3 separate regions of the Rattus norvegicus genome follow, and all the other regions are linked to region 2. The links are chromatin contacts, called in public Hi-C maps. All regions are on one chromosome and are shown on one strand. Each heading gives the region's core, a stretch centred on a gene start, on an enhancer-like site or on the middle of the called end of the contact. The rest is flanking DNA. Distances are from core to core; before and after follow the strand shown. Region 1 has its middle 190 kb from the start of Cops8. Region 2 has its middle 14 kb from the start of Cops8. Region 3 has its middle 160 kb from the start of Ackr3.

Region 1 (3,750 bases), core at 906-3,405, 170 kb after region 2:
GGCTGAGACAGTCAGTACCTTTTCACATGGATGCCTGGGGATTTCAATGTCAAGGGTGGGCCTTGAGAGCAGTGCCATGGCCATTTAGCATGGCACTGTACCACACTGTAGGATGAGGTCACTGTACAGGTGAAGGCGGGTACAAGATAGGATGAGGCCTGTCATTGGATGAGAAGGAAAGATGGGCGGGGAAAAGTTTTAGAGACGAAGAGGAGACTGAGAGGAGCTGAGGAGAGGCAGCCGAGAGAACGTGGAAGCGGATCTTAAGATTCTCTCTGTACATTTACAGGTTGTTATGAATATTCTTAAGGGATGGATGTATACAGGGCTTTGTATGTCTAGATGAGCAAATTATATCTTATCAATTGGATCAGAGGTTATTGTGTTCTGTGTTCTTTCATGTGGCGATTTCTGTTCAAGAGAGTGTGCACCATGGAATTGGGATGCATATTTCTGGCATGGTGGCAACCTGCCTTGGGAAATAGATGGGTAGAGAGATTGTTGCCAGGCTCAGGGAGAAGCCATCAGCAGTGTGATGTGGGACAGAGCAAAGCAGGCGAGAGGCTTTGCTGACTGATATAAAGCCATCTACCAGATACCTTGGGGCACTGCGGTGCCAGATCTAGTGTGGGGTAAAAAGATAGCTTTTATTTTTTTATAATTTTTTTCTTTTTTTTTCGGAGCTGGGGACTGAACCCAGGGCCTTGGCTTGCTAGGCAAGCGCTCTACAACTGAGCTAAATCCCCAACCCCTATTTTTTTTTATAATTTTTACAGCAATATATTCCAAATAAATCAAAATGTAAAACACAGGTACACTGCACACATGTGCACTTGAATGTGCAGGAGAAACACAGATGCTCATTTCTCATAGTGACTCCGTTCCCTACTTACAGGGAGGAGAGGGCTCTCTCACCTGCCCAAGGCCCACACCTGCCGAGGAAGCCAGAGGCCTGAGGCTACTTGGTCATCCCTGAGAATGTCAATCACAACTAATTCTAACAAAACAACATACTGGAAGGTCAGGTGAGCCATTGGATCAGGTCCTTCAACCCCACACCATCCACACTCCATTCCCTTCAACCCTAGTGTAGACTGTTCAGGTAGGGGCTGTGGTAGTTAATACTGGCTGTCAACTTGACAGGAGGCAGACTCTCTTTATAGACACTATCTCTGGGAATATCTATGAAGGAGATTGTAGATTTGGTTAACTTAGAAGGAAAAACAAGGTCCCCAGCTCCAGAAAAAAAAAAAAAAGAAAAAAAAAGAAGGGAAAACATACCCTAACGGTGGGCGGCATCATCCCATAGGGTTTGAGGTTGAATTAAAAAGGGAAAACCAGCTGGGCACCAGTATTCATTCATTCTCTCTCTCTCTCTCTCTCTCTCTCTCTCTCTCTCTCTCTCTCTCTCTCTCTCTCTCTTTTCCTGGCTGTAGAAACAATGTACCAGCTGCCATCCCTTTTCCACCATGATGGACTGAACCTTGGCTTTGAGTCAGGTACCTTGGTCAGGCCTTTGGACACAGCAAGGAGAAAATTCACTCACACATCAGACAAAAGTAGAATCAAACTGCTTAAGGCTCCTCTCCCCTTTCTTCTGTCATGAACATAGGCAGATGTCTCCATGGGCATCCAAACCATGCCTGAGGCCCAACCTAGCTCTTGGGGCCTCAGTGGGAGCCATGATGGATACTGAGCTTGTGAGCCATGTCCTTACAAGGTGCTGTGAGAGAGGTCCAGGCTGCCTGGATATTTTTCTCATGGCAGTATGAACTAGCTCTCTTGGCTTCACTGAGAACATCCACCAGGGGCATTCTGCCTATATTTGAAATTGTAGGGACCAAGTGTCATGGCCTTACATAGATGAGATAGTTGAGCTCACTGGGCTCGCGGATGAAATGCCAGGCTCTGGCCCAGGAAAAAATTCCTAAGACGAGAAAACTCATGCTAATCCATGTTTGTGGGATCCTGGGATGCAAGTCCCACCAGCCCACCAGGTGGGAAAATGCTGATCGTATTTCGTATCGGAACAATGATATTTTTAGTATTTATTAAATTTAGACTGCCCAATCTCTCTGTTGCTAAACATCTACACACAAACAAGATGCGACTTTTTCTGGCCCAAAGTAAACAGAGCAAATACTTTCCCAGATCCCACAGCCCTTAGTCATGAGAGAGTGGACAGCTGCTATGGGTGCCGTGGCTTTGTTCTCACATGGGGCAGAGTTGGGGTCAGGGTGCCCACTGAGAACCAAATGTCTCCAGAGCACCAGTGTAATGAAGTTGCTGCCTGATAACCACCCTCCTTTGGGAGGCCAGGGGAGCTCTTGTAGGTCAGCTCTGGGTTGGAGAGAACCTTGTCACGGCGCCTATCTGGCATCCTTGTGAGAATCTTCTACTGTCATCTCTGCTAATGTGTCAGCTCTTCCATGACTCCTCCATTGCATAAGCCAAGCTCTGCTCTCTAGGGCCAGGCAGACTGCTCTAAACCCCTACCATGTGAGACACACCCCCCAAAAGAAAAGGTAATAGTCATGTCAGGCCAAGTGAAGTCAAGCCAACCTCTTCTGCTATCTTACTAATCTATAAGTAATTGTTGCCTGAGTTATCCGATGAGGATGAGGTCATGCACTAGCTGATTGGCTTAGGTCCTTTTCTCAGCTGGCGAGCCAGGCGTAGAGCCACTGGATTGATGTTAGAGAGATGCTTTTAAAACGAAGCCATACGAATGCCAGCAGCAAACCACTGAACTGAGAACAGGACCCCCGTTGAAGGAATCAGAGAAAGGACTGGAAGAGCTTGAAGGGGCTCGAGACCCCATATAAACAACAATGCCAAGCAACCAGAGCTTCCAGGGACTAAGCCACTACCCAAAGACTATACATGGACTGACCCTGGGCTCCAACCTCATAGGTAGCAATGAATAGCCTAGTAAGAGCACCAGTGGAAGGGGAAGCCCTGGGTCCTGCTAAGACTGAACCCCCAGTGAATGTGATTGTTGGGGGGAGGGAGGTAATGGGGGGAGGATGGGGAGGGGAACACCCATAAAGAAGGGAAGGGGGGGGTAAGGGGGATGTTGGCCCGGAGACCGGGAAAGGGAATAACATTCGAAATGTAAATAAGAAATACTCAAGTTAATAAAAAAAATTAAAAAAATAAAACGAAGCCATAAAATAACGAAACATTTTTCAAATAGCATTTTAATAGTCAAACAAATCTGTGTCTAAATGTGGTGTTTGCAAGCATGACACCATGATCGGAATTTAGCAGGGGACATTTAACATTGTTTTCTTAAACCTAGAAATGAGATGCATGTAGAAATTAAACTGACCCGTGAAACATTAAAAGTAAATGTGCATTGTGGAAACTTTCAGCCCATACGACAAGCAAATAGAAGATTTAGTATTAACAGGGAGTTCCTCAAAATATCAATGAATATGATAAATGAGGTATTCATAAACTAATAAATTCACATAGCCAATAGCAGTTGTTTCCAAATCACAGTGTTCCACCACACCAAGACTGTTTGTTTCTACATGTGGGTTCAAGTGAAAGGAGGCATCAAAGGGATGAGATTCACTGCTATTGTGAAGCCAGGGTGAGGGGAATCAGTGACTAATCCTAGCATCATAGTAATTCTGCATGGTTTTTCCAAACAAGGAGAATGAGTTTAAACAGTTGGGGTTGCCTGTCTTTCATGGCTTTGACTCTTTTCCGACAATTCCTGGGTCCCTTGCGTAACAACTGGTG
Region 2 (3,585 bases), core at 746-3,245:
TCAAAATGTATACGGAAGCACAAAAGACCAAGATAAGCAAAGCCACCTGAACACGAAGAAGACCGAAGAGGGTGCTGCTATTCCTGGGCTCAGCTATGCTATGGAGCCATAGTGATAAAAGGCACCCTAGCGCTGGCTGGCACAAACCAAACACAGACACGTACATCATGGAAATAGAGCTGAGGTCCTGGATGTAAGACCATTCGACTACAGCCCCCTGATTTTTTAAAACATTTTATTTTTTATGGGTGTGAGCATCTTACCTGCATGTCTGTATGGACACTACATATATGCAGTGGCCATGAAGGCCAGGAGAGGACATCAGATCCTCTGAAACTGGAGTTTCAGACCTACCCTTGTGACCCACCATGTGGCGTTTGCAAATCGGACCTGGGTCCCTTACAAGAGCAGCCAGTGCTCTTAACCACAGAGCTGCCTCCCCAGCCTCCACCACTTTGACAAAGAGAACCACGATACTTTTCAACCAAAAAGAAGAAAAACAGGAAACAGAAAAAGAATGGGAACACGCACAGTTTGATAGGGAAAATGGAGGTGAAAAAGACCAGAAACGCATTGGGAACATGGACAGAGGCCTGGACAGACCCTCAAAATACACACTAGGCACAGGAGAGCAGAGGCTCTGCTCTGTTTGTGGCAAAAAGGTAAGAAAATATGATGTTTTCTCCATGTTGCCTCAAAAGGGTGTCTTTTTAAGCTGTGTGTGTGTGACATTTGAAAAAAAAAAAAGGCAGAAAGATCCTGGGCTACGTAGTGAGTTCATCCTTGGCTACTTAGTGAGTTCAAGGCCAGGCTGGACTATGTGAGACCATACCTTGCTCAAACCAGAATAGAAAGTAGGAAGGGACTGTGTCCTGTGTGTGGGGGGCAGGAGCCAGGGAAGGGGGCTAGATACAACTCCAGGTTCCCCACAGCCATGGGATGAATCAGATTCTCTCTGTCCTTAGCTTCCTCTCTGTTTTTAATTTGAAAACATTTTAAAAGTTGCCTTAACACTTTCAAGGTAAAATTCTGGAGTTTGAGAATTAGCAATACCCACCTGTCATTGTGGCAACCACACTTACCTGGGCTCCCAGGGCGCTGGAGGTTGGAGGGATGGAGGCACCTGTGGAGAAAGTGTAGCTCCATGGATTGTGGGACCCGGTTTAATTCCCTAGCAAAGCTGTTACCATGAGTTTGTGGACAGAGGAGTAAAGGACACTTGCAGAGATAAGACAGGAGAAGCAAACTGCAGCGCTCCAAGCATCTCTGTCCTGTCTCCTGTCCTGTGGTCCACTTCATGCTGCCCCACGCCCGTGACTTAGAGCTTTAAGTAGGAAGATCACAGCTGGTTGTTTTCAATAGGAGCTCAGCAGGACAGAGCGATATAGGAGGTGGGTGCGATATGAAGCCATTCTCCACCTGCAAGCAGAAGGCTGGATAGTGCTTCTAGCTCAAACCCCAAACCTTCCCGTTATAGGTCTGGAGTGTTCTATGAAACTGACTGAAGCATCCTTTTCCGTGGATTGCCCAGGAGGATAGGGACTCACTATCCTCTTACTTTTTACCTTTTGTAAAGTCCCTCTTACTTTTACCTTTTGTATAGTCTTTTGGGATTTCCCAGAGGCACTTTAAACAAGATGCACAGGTCTTTTCTCTTCTGCTTTAGTTTGCTTTCTGATGCTAGAACAAAATACTGGAGGCGAGAACATTATCACGACAAAAAGGTTTATTTCAGCTTACAGTTTGAGATGTTGTCTGTAAACTCTTATAACAGCTTTGCTTGGGAACTGGGGTGGCTCTGGGATGGGCCTGGGCTCTAAGGTGGGGATGGCAGAATAGGGTGGGTTTAACATGAGTATGCAAGTGTGAGAGGCCAGGAGAGGAGAGGCTGAAGAGCTGGAGTTTGGTAATGGGTTTTACTACCAGCCTCAGACCATTACTTCCTGCTCCTGGGAAATATGAAAGGTACCACAAGGTGGCGCTCATCACAAAGTCTCTGACCAGGCACAGATCAGTCAAGGAAAGACTAGTTCTGGATTTGCAAAAGCAAGGCAGACAAAGGCGGTTAGACTCCCCCTAAAATTTGATTGGTACGATTCCTAGTTCAGCTGAGGCTGAAGAGTTGTCATCTTTAGGAGTGACCTTCAGTCTGGGAGTGTGTACAGACACAGATACATGTGTATATACACACTTATGCACTCAGACGCATCCTCTCATACTAATACATGTGCACATGCACACAGGGCACTAGAAGAGGGTAAGAGCCAGGCTGTGGTACCTCAAGTCATCCTGTGACTTTGTTCTAGTCCTCAAACTACAGGCCCATGGAGGGGTTGAGTTTCATGCAAAAGTTCCCCCCTTTCTATACACTTGCTGCTTATGCTGCTGGCCACCTCCCCGTCCATGGTCCCTGATTGTCCCACCAAGACACGTACCAAGGCTTCAGACAATAAGAACCACAGAGACTTTCCAGGGTCTAGTGTGTGGCCCTGAGGACACAGCAGGGAGGAAAAACAGTGCACTTGGGAGACGCATGTAGCCCGGAAGGAATTCAGACCTGATGGTTGGAAACATCTTCTGGAAACTCATTTAAACAGCACAGTGTTACTGTTTCCTCCTGTTAGCCTGTGGAGTGAGTGTCCTTTGGGTTTGGGAGTTTGTCTCATCTTGAAATACTAACTTCTGGTGTGTCTCAGACACTCCCACAGGGTCCCCTAATTCTTGTGGCCAGGTTCTTCCTTGAGACCTACGTGGTGTCTCTGGGGAGGACTACCTTTGTGAGGCTACCATTCCCGTGAGTGTATCCCTAACTTCCCCACACTGAGCACCTCTGACACGGTCAGAGTCTATGTCTGAGCTACTTGGCTCCACAGTCCATGGAGCTGAGAGGATCTGCTCTGAAGACCTGGGCCCACCTCACACTAACACCACACTGGTCTCTCACCTCAGTGAACAAAGCAGAACTGTGCAGCGAGTCCCCAGCCTTACCTATGAGTCTGCCTTTCACCACAGGGCTTCAAGGACACCACACAGGACCTGAGGGGCAGGTGGTCTTGGGTAGGACAAAGTGTGAGAGGTCAGAGACACCCAGGCATCACCTTGCATCACCAGGCATCAGAGCCAGCGGGACCTACAGGACTGCAGAGGCCCAGCTCTGAGCATGACCTCTGCTCTTGTTTTATCTCAGTCCTGAACTGTCCTCTGTGTCCCCACGGCTGTGGGATCAGGACCACATTTTAGCACGTGCCACAGAACTGGTCTCAGACGTGAGGCTTTGTTTCATTGCCAAACCGTTATGTAGTTAGAGAACTAAATTGTTCATGTTCCTAAATGTTTTACATGGTAAATGGTAGACGGCAAGGACAGGCGAATGCCTGCAGGAGACTGCCACCGCCTTGGTGGCACTGCAGTGAGGGAGTCCTCCAGTCTTAGGTAGACACTGAACTCTCTATGCAACAGTGGTTCAGGAAAAGAGTGGGTGACTTGGATGTGAGTAATCTGCTCTGTCTGATTCATGATCAGCTTTGTCCCATAGCACAGCCCACCATACTGTCTTTGGGTCTGTGGGAGTGTTGTTGTTGCTGT
Region 3 (3,707 bases), core at 59-2,558, 230 kb after region 2:
TCTGGGAAACAATTTCTTTGGAGGCCCCAGAAAAACGATGAAATAAAGAATACCACAGACGTGTGAAATCAGAGAAATGTAGATGTCCCATAAACAGCTCCTTCCACTGAGCATTTCTGCGCCAGCCGCTACACCTCATGTTTGTTTTAACACAAAACTAATAAGAGCCCCATTCCTCCATGAACCTCAGGATGGCTCAGCTCTCCTACAATTTCTTGCAAGAGCTGAGTAAACTGGTCAGATGGAAAAAACAGATGTGGGAAAACCCACGTCATCTCTTCCTCATAAAACAGCTTGCTTAGTGGTTCTCCACCTCAGCTCCTGCTGAATGGACAGCAGGGTCTCCTGTCTGACAGAGGGTAGCTCCTAGGTGTATCTGTTCCAAGAGCATTAGCTCAGAGAATGACTGCAGGCAGTACCGGGGCTCACCGGATGGCCGGTGGACAGCTGCTGCTCTGGCTAATTAGATTTGTTGGTTGGTTTGGAACTTGCTCTCTCTGGCCTCCTCCCAGCCACCCAGCATCTCCTCCTCACTTGGGAATTGACCCCAGCACAGCTGTAGTCATCCCAACTGTGGGCTCTGCAGCCTGTCTGTTTTGTGTTCTCATTTGCTTTCACATGTTAGCCACAGAGTGTTCTGGAAGCTTAGGAAGGAAATTGAACTGAGCAGAACTGCGTGACCGAAGCAGGGGTATGTGAGGTGGGAGGTGGAACAGCTCTGGGAGACTCAGACATCTGCATTTTGGTTAAGGCTTTTTACACAAATTCTCAAGTCACTTCAATTCACTCTCCCTCCCTGTGTAGTATTGGAGGGCAGGGTGTGCTTATCCCTCTGATTTTTTGATAAGAGGACACATTTTTAGATAAGAGGACGAGGGTGTTGGGTTTTTCCTGGTGGGGAAAACACCTGGAACTGTGAGCAGCTCTGTGGCAGGATCTCAGAGAGAGGAAAATGGCTGCAGATGCAGGCGGGGAGAGAAATCGAGGCAGAAGGACAAGTAGACCATTCTAAGAGAAGATATGTCAGCAACTCTGAGTCACATTAAGGGACTAGGAATAGTGACAAGAGGGGAATCAGATGCAAGGAATTTTCTAGAAATGACAGGGCTTTCTAGAAGTGACAGTCTCCAGTCTCTGGAAGGTATTCGGGGACTCTGGGAATCAGTCAAATGCTAATGAGAAAGGGGAGAGGAAGGAAGGGGGAGAGGGGAAAGGAGCCCCTTTAAGGCCTGAGTCATCTCACCAGCCTCTAGAAACTTCTGTTTTTACCCAAGCATAATATACACAGATTGGAGCATGTAACTCTCACATTCCAAATGCCAGAGACGATGTTAAATATCCACATCGTCGTTAAAGAGCGAGATATTAGGAGATGATGCATACTCCCGTGTGTGGGGGCAGGCTGTGCACACACAGATGTTTGAAAGTGATGTACAACCAGTGGGGCAGGGGTCACGGAAGTCTATGTTTACTTGAGGGGTGTTTGCCCACTTAGCTTCCCAAAACTGGGCTCCAGGGCCCTGTGGTAGCTGAACCCTGGTGGAACCTGAGGTTAGGGAAGGAGTGTCAGTGGAAGGCTGACCTCTCTTCAAGAGACAGATACACTTCTCAGTTCACACAGTCTTGGCAGGGAGCAGATGTGACAGACACGGGTGCAAGCTTCCAGTTATGATTGCTGTCTACTGAAGCTGTAAGAGACTCACCACGGAATATTCTCCCATTTCCATCTGGTCCTTCAATAACCACCAAGAGATGCCTGGCTATGGCGTGTGAGAAGTAGCAAGAGGGAAAATGAAGGAATGGCCTTCGACCAAACAAAAAGATCCCAGGTCACAGTAAACATAGTGCAAAGGCCACCAGCAGCAGAGGGGAATAGTTGCATGTATGCGTCTGATGAGATTTTAGTATCTAGCTGGCATGAAGCACTTCTGTAAATAAACAGCAACAGCAAAGACGTGCCCCCTCTTGATTAAATGGGCAAAGGGCATGCGCAGACATGTCTCTAAAGATCTATGGTTGGTCGATAAGTTAGTCAGGAAGGAATGCTTGCCACTAGTTATTAGGGGATGACAAATCCAAAGCATGAGGAGATGTCACCTCACAGCCATGTGAATGGCTATGAGCAGAAACCAGAGACTAATGAGTGTGGGTGAGGATCAGGGTGGAGAGAATTCTAGTGACAAACTTGCTGTGGAAGATCAAAGACTGGGCCTCAAAGCATTCAACAGAGTACTGTCACACTAGCAAGTCCACAAAAGTGCAAGCAGGGACTTGAAGAGCCAGCCATTGCATCTGTATAGGAATAAGCAGCAGCAGTGTTCACAAAGGCTAAATGTGAAGGCAATAGACATGTCCATCAGTAGATAAATGGAAAATGTGGTGTATTCATACAGTGGAATATTATTCAGTCTTGAAAAGGAAGAATTTCTGATATGTTATGACATGGTCAAACCTCAAAGACATTATACTGAGTAAAATAAGCCAGATGTAAAACTCAAATAGCACTGTCATCCCACTATTGCAAGGTTTTAGAGTTGCCAAATTCACAGAAATAGAAAGTAGACTGGCAGTGTCTAAGAATGGCAAGAGGGGCAAAGGCACACTCTCATCATGTAATGGGAACAGAGTTTCAGGTGATAGAGATGTGCCACTCAAGGCAGAGCCCTCAGCATCTCCTATTCTCAAAACTTTGTTGAGTTAGAACCCTCTGGTCTAATGATTGCTCTCTACTAAAAGATGCTTCACTAAGTGTGAGAGCTGTGCCACTCTATGAGTATGAGAGACTGAGACAGAGACAGAGAGACAGACAGAAAGGGACACACACACACACACACACACACACAGAGAGAGAGAGAGAGAGAGAGAGAGAGAGAGAGAGAGAGAGAGAGAGAGGAGCAGGAATCACTGTAAGGAGGAGGTATGTTAACAAAAGGGAGAGCTATGATCACAATGTTATATAAAAGTAGGATATTGTCAAAAGTGTTTGTAATATGGTTAATACAGTGTGCATCTCATCAAATATGTTTAAAGACATTATCTAGCATCTTCCCTTTGCCCTGACACTTGCTCTCAAGGCACAGACCTCAAAGTCAACAGAAAGATATTCTTAGGGAGCAACAGATGTGAGGACCATTTAGATGACACAGTAGTCCTAAGAAAGAGAAGTATTCCTGTGGATCTGATGTACAGAGAGAATCATAGGCCAGGAATCTTACATTTACACCAGCCCACTGTGGAAGTCATTGTAGAAGGTTCTCAAAACACTGTGTGATCCATCTATACCACTCCTGGTATTTACCCAGAATAGCATATGTCAGCATCACAGAGATCCTTGTTTATCAGTGTTTACCACAGCACTCCTCACAGGAGCCGAGTTATGGGCCCAACCTAGGTGTTTAATAACAAAGGAACAGCCAAGGGAAATGTGGAGATTGATATTATCTGAGACAAACACACTAAAGGAATTAAGTCAGTCTCAGGGGAAAAACAAAAGAAAATTGTTACCTCTGACATGTGGGTCCTAATTTTATGCAGACATATAACTACAGGGCCAGCACATAGGTCTGGGAGTACTGTATTCCCAAGTGAATTTGTGACCAGTTCCTTCCCACCTGTGGTTTACCTCTCTGAGATCTCCTAGGAGATCTCAAATATTAAAGGCAATTACTAGAAGGACAATTATTAGTTTTTCTCTCAGAACCAACACT

Evidence for each region. A called contact is a pair of places that touch in the nucleus more often than the background predicts.
Region 1: a Hi-C map of the A7r5 cell line shows a contact between it and region 2, with 6 times the contacts expected there. The contact joins two enhancer-like sites. A contact is called at or near these places in 5 of 12 Hi-C or Micro-C datasets (the A7r5 cell line, the Rat2 cell line, kidney and 1 more).
Region 3: a contact with region 2 is called in a Hi-C map of the A7r5 cell line, with 6 times the contacts expected there. The contact joins two enhancer-like sites. A contact is called at or near these places in 3 of 12 Hi-C or Micro-C datasets (the A7r5 cell line, Schwann cells and psoas muscle).

Annotation. Positions count from the first base shown.
Region 1 is chr9:98,466,311-98,470,060 of GRCr8, reverse strand. No RefSeq gene overlaps it. Among named protein-coding and RNA genes, the nearest start is that of Cops8, 190 kb to the left of the region's middle. Within about 2 kb of position 2,155, at least 10 of the 93 cell types and tissues checked have an H3K27ac peak or open chromatin away from gene starts, as enhancers often do. A contact at or near this core is called in the A7r5 cell line, where this site is marked.
Region 2 is chr9:98,638,786-98,642,370 of GRCr8, reverse strand. No RefSeq gene overlaps it. Among named protein-coding and RNA genes, the nearest start is that of Cops8, 14 kb to the left of the region's middle. Within about 2 kb of position 1,995, at least 8 of the 93 cell types and tissues checked have an H3K27ac peak or open chromatin away from gene starts, as enhancers often do. A contact at or near this core is called in the A7r5 cell line, where this site is marked.
Region 3 is chr9:98,408,407-98,412,113 of GRCr8, reverse strand. No RefSeq gene overlaps it. Among named protein-coding and RNA genes, the nearest start is that of Ackr3, 160 kb to the right of the region's middle. Within about 2 kb of position 1,308, at least 1 of the 93 cell types and tissues checked has an H3K27ac peak or open chromatin away from gene starts, as enhancers often do. A contact at or near this core is called in the A7r5 cell line, where this site is marked.